2 separate regions of the Mus musculus genome follow, and region 2 is linked to region 1. A link is a contact called in public HiChIP or PLAC-seq data. All regions are on one chromosome and are shown on one strand. The core of a region is the stretch at or near the end of the contact, and the rest is flanking DNA. Distances in the headings are between cores, read along the strand shown. Region 1 overlaps Med12l (mediator complex subunit 12-like). Region 2 has its middle 3.7 kb from the start of Gm24382.

Region 1 (2,521 bases), core at 11-2,510:
TCAGGTTGCAGTACAGGTGTTGTTGACTCTGTAGCTGTGTGACATGCATGGTATTCTGAGGTCTAGCTTCCTTTTCTGTAAGATCAAGAGGAAAGATGTGGGATTCAAGGCAACCTATGGAATTAGCGTACTGTCACATACACAGTAAATGCTCAACAAAGGGTGTGCTTATCTTTAAAAAATGTAGATCTTTGTCAGGCACTAGTGTTGCATAGAATTAATGCCAGCACTTGGGAGGCAGAGGCAGGTGGATCTCTATGAGTTCAAGACCAGCCTGGTCTACAGAACGAGTTCCAGGATATCCAAGGCTACATAGAGATACCCTGTTTGAAATAAAATAAAATAAATAGCCCTTTATTCCCCCTTTGTCCAAACTGTTTAGTAGTTTTATTATTTCTGCATCCTTACACCCTTACTTCTTTCTTTTATATAAAAAGACCCGATACTTTGATAAGATTTGTGTTGGGGCTGGCTATTCATTCCATGTATATGGCCGAAAGGAGTGCCCTGTTTGTCTTACGTAAGTCCCGAGTCTGGGTTCCTGTAGGCCACTTCTGCCATTTAGTGTGTATCACTCTTGTCTCCAGAGTCAGAGTTCTTACACTGCTTTAATATGTGGTGTTTTGGGGATCCAGAGAACAGGCAGCATTTTGTTCAGAGAATTGTTATCTTGTGATCCAGAAAACTCCATGTTTGTCTTTTACATAAGGCATCAAGGTTTAGAGAAATAGGTTCTTGTACGAATGGGAAAGTATACCCCGTCAGTTGATGTTCACTGGGCACGGCCCCTCCCTTGCTTGTCCCACTTTGGAGATGATTCTGATATTGTTTCGATTTTGTTGAATCTAGGCATGGAGTGTGTGGATACTTCGCTGATTATTTCTATGCAGAATGCTGCCCTTCCTAGCCCATGAAATAGACAGCTCAACTTAGAAAGCAAATGAATATCCAATTATTTTGAACTAGAGACTTCTGTGGATTCATTATCCAGCCAGTCTATTCTCTAAGTGTCTGGTTAGACTTCTCGCCTGCAAGAGTAGCCATCCTCATATGTTGAGTCATCCCAGCCTTGTGAGAGCAGTGAGTTTCAGGTTGGACCTCCTGGGCTTATTTTTGCCCCGTGTTTCTTAGTGATGGGAATATGGGTGCTAACTGGAGCACTGACATTTTCCTTTGTGCCTTCCTGCAGACCATGCCCCAGGGCTACACAATGTATGGAACACAGATGCCTTTGCAACAGGCAGCTCAGCAGCAGCCTGGTGGCGTGGTCCTTTCCCCCAGCTACAACTCCAGGGCCTATCCGGCTGCACATTCCAGCCCAGCGCTGATGGAAAGACTCCGGCAGCTTCAGCAGCAGCCAAGTGGCTACGTGCAGCAGCAGGCCTCCCCGTACCTGCAGCCCGTAGCTGGCTCTCAGAGGTGATACCTGTTGAAGTAATTGCGATAGTAAAACCCTCTCGGCCTTGGGATTGTTAAGCTCGCTCCTTCCAAGCGTTTGATACCGTAATGGTTTTTGAGCTCCTCTACTTGAGTCCTGACATCTCATTTTTTTTTTAACCAGCGTGCAGTAGAGGTTCCAAATTCTTTCATTGAAGAATGCTGTGGTTTTGACTCACTTCTTCCATGTGTGCTATGTAAAGTTTTTCAGATGTTACCCATGTGTTTTCTTTTCTGCTTTTTTCCTCCCCAAAAGGATTTTTTTTTTTTATTAAAAGTATCTGAGAAAACTATCGATCATGGTTAGCAGCGCCTTACTAGGATTTGTTGATCAAGCCAGTTTCTGTTGTAGAGCTAATTGTACATGGTGCTTTGCAAAGTTTTGTTATGACTTAGTTTTTATTTTTCCCACCTCAGAGATGACTCATGGCCGACTCTTCTGGTTCTTGTTTTAATCACACCCCTTCCTCCTAGGGTGTGTCAGTACTGCTTATTGTCGTAGTCGCTATCCATACATGGCTAAATTTAAATGAATTAAATCTGATTTAACATTTATTTCTGCAGACACATTAGTCACCTTTTAAGTGCACTTTAGCCAGCTCTGGCCAGCATGGCTAGATTTGAGGTTCATGTGACATATGCAGTGACGTGAAGACCTGGCAGGATGCTCAGCTATCTTGTGAAATTCTGTAGCTTTGACCAAGGAGCCTTGCAGTTTTGTTTATTTCTAAACCCTGATAACTAACTAGTCCTAGTGGCTAGAGGCCATTTCATTGGATGGCACAGATAGGAATCATTATTGCTTATCAAAATATACAATCTCATTAGATAATATAGTCCAGAAGAATTAGGTTTGTAATCATATAGACTACATTGTACAGTGGATAGCAGCTTAGCTCCCATGCGTTACCATCAATGACCAGCTACATGTCTGCTGAGGATAATAACTCTCTGAAAGTTAGGGAGGTCGGTGGGATTTGTGGGAAATAATTTGTAAAACATGCATTTTGCTCACCATGTTTTATAAGTAGTAGCAGAGCAGAGCTCAGTAACTTGAGCTTAAGTGCTAAAAAAAAAAAATCTG
Region 2 (2,521 bases), core at 15-2,514, 830 kb after region 1:
AGTACTGGGTAGTTCATATTGTTGTTCCACCTAAAGGGTTGCAGACCCCTTTAGCTCCTTGGTTACTTTCTCTAGCTCCTTCATTGAGGGCCCTATAATCCATCCAATAGCTGACTGTGAGCATCCACTTATGTGTTTGCTAAGCCCCGGCATAGTCTCACAAGAGACAGCTATATCAGGGTCCTTTCAGCAAAATCTTGCTAGTGTATGCAATGGTGTCAGCATTTGGAGGCTGATTATGGGATGGATCCCCGGATATGGCAGTCTCTAGTTGGTCCATCCTTTCGTCTCAGCTCCAAACTTTGTCTCTGTTACTCCTTTCATGGGTGTTTTGTTCCCAATTCTAAGAAGGGGCAAAGTGTCCACACAAACTTTGGTCTTTGTTCTTCTTGAATTTCAGGTGTTTCGCAAATTGTATCTTATATGTTGGTTATTCTGAGTTTCTGGGCTAATATCCACTTATCAGTGAGTACATTTGTGAAATTCCTAGACAAATGGATGGACCTAGAGGGCATCATCCTGAGTGAGGTAACCCAATCACAAAAGAACTCACATGATATGTACTCACTGATAAGTGGATATTAGCCTGATACCTTCTTAATGCATTCTTAACAAAGCATGACCAAGCACCACCCCACATCTGAAAAGATGTACACGATTAAGCCAAAAAATCTTAAGCTGGATCATTTCCCCATCCTAGTCCATCCTTGCCTGTGTTTTTTAGTCTGCATGAATTACACTCTTGTATAACCCCGATCATGTTTTAAGAATAAAAAATAAAACAAAGACACACTTACCTTAATGTTTTAACCTTTTCTTCCTAACACTAACATGAATCCAGTCAGCTATGTTTGCCTTCGTAGAAGTAACAACAGCATGACCCCACTGGTGAACATGACTACTTTATTCTTAATTTTAAAAGTTGCGTGAAGCTGGTCTTCCCAGGCTAAAAACAAACGAAAAAGCTAGGCTGTAAATGAAGCAACCACTGGGAATAAAACCTGTCCAAATATGTACCTACTTCATCTCATGTAATGGCCGTCAGTCAGTGTATTCTCCACTTTAATTAGAAGCAAAAAGTACCTCCTGCCTTCTGGAAGCACTCAGGGCAACAAGGAACTAAGCTATATCTCCTAAATAATCCCAAGCTCTCAGGTCTTAATTATAGCCTCTTGCCAGCAATGTTTATTAGTACAGTGTCAACTTCCAACGAAAGGGAGGCATCACGAGGCAGCAGAGCAGGCTTTGTAGAGGGAGACAGACAGCTGGGGTGAAGCCTCTGGTGGTTAGTTCTCCAGTGGCGGGGGGTGGGGTGGGGAGGGGAGGGGAGGCCTTAAATACAGAGGGAAATGATTCAAAGCAAGCTTTAAAAGAAAAACATAAAAAGAATATCTTCCATTGCCTCATGTTGAAGCTGGAGCCGAGCACGCCTCTTTCTGACAATTTAAAACCTCATAAAGTGAGTACTGCTTAGGGCAAATTAATTGTGTTGAAAGTGAATCTATCAGTATGTTAATTAAGCATGCTCCTATTATTGGGCTGTATATATTTTATGTGCTCTGTAGCACATAGAGTAGAGACTGAAACCTTTCTGTATAAATAATTGAGAAGGACTTTATGTGTTTCACTCAGACTGAAAAGTCTCTGAATATATATTAATGGTAACCCAGTCTCTAAAAATAAACTGGGTGTCTGTTACTTACAATTCTGGCCTCACTGAAAGCCAGTTTTACGTGGTTTTTCCATGCCCAGGAAAAAAAAAAAAAAAGAGGTGTGGTTCCTACTGCAAGCACTTTTGAAAGTCTGTTTGATGATTTTGGATGACCCATAAAGTGCCAAAGCATTACTCATATACTGTTGGCTTCAGAGAAACCAAAATGATCGTAGTGATTGTTTTTTAACTTCCTTCAGATGTTGGAAAATTACTAGTGTTTCACAAAATAAAACATCGCTCTGCCTACGCACAGCACAGTGCCTGTCTTTATTTTAATGAATGGAATTCTTTAGACCTTCGGAATTGTGTGTGCATATCTTCTCTAGGCAATGGTTAGAACTCACTCATTGATGGTTCAAATGTGCAAAACTTAAAGTCGAGTTCTGTGTTTTCTGAGCTTCTACCACAAGAAAAAACGCGTATTGTTTCTACTCTTCTTTTATTAGGCCTGCATGTTTATTTAAAAGTGGAAATGACACTGTTCTGATAGATGTTGGTGAGGGAAAGAGAGGCACATTTTCTCATTTTCCTTCTCTATACTTTACCTGTGGGAAGCTGTTGGGAAGGTGCTACTTAGTCGGGGAGTGGACAGTGAGTTTGACATGCACTCTTCAGACTTTCTCTATCTTTCTAGAACAGTGGCCTCCTCACCTGGTACTCTTCATGAGAGAGAATATTTGAAAATAGTAAACCTATTAGTAAATTATGAACATGTCTGCCTGATGCTCACAGGTTTATACTAAAGCCTGTGACGAATTGACATGAAGGGGGTACTGAGCCTACACATGCTACAGACGAGAAACAAGA

The links. HiChIP or PLAC-seq counts read pairs in DNA pulled down with a chosen protein or histone mark.
Region 2: a contact with region 1 is called in an H3K27ac HiChIP or PLAC-seq map of the NIH/3T3 cell line, with 9 times the contacts expected there. The contact joins two enhancer-like sites. A contact is called at or near these places in 1 of 15 datasets of contacts at CTCF or cohesin (the NIH/3T3 cell line) and 2 of 115 datasets of contacts at active chromatin or transcription factors (the NIH/3T3 cell line and pancreatic cancer cells).

What each region holds. Positions count from the first base shown.
Region 1 is chr3:59,294,816-59,297,336 of GRCm38.p6, forward strand. It overlaps Med12l (mediator complex subunit 12-like), which reads left to right. Exons shown (of 44, transcript NM_177855.3): 40 at 1,190-1,419. Among named protein-coding and RNA genes, the nearest start is that of P2ry12, 33 kb to the left of the region's middle. Within about 2 kb of position 1,261, at least 70 of the 459 cell types and tissues checked have an H3K27ac peak or open chromatin away from gene starts, as enhancers often do. A contact at or near this core is called in the NIH/3T3 cell line and pancreatic cancer cells, where this site is marked.
Region 2 is chr3:60,122,812-60,125,332 of GRCm38.p6, forward strand. No RefSeq gene overlaps it. Among named protein-coding and RNA genes, the nearest start is that of Gm24382, 3.7 kb to the right of the region's middle. Within about 2 kb of position 1,265, at least 62 of the 459 cell types and tissues checked have an H3K27ac peak or open chromatin away from gene starts, as enhancers often do. A contact at or near this core is called in the NIH/3T3 cell line and pancreatic cancer cells, where this site is marked.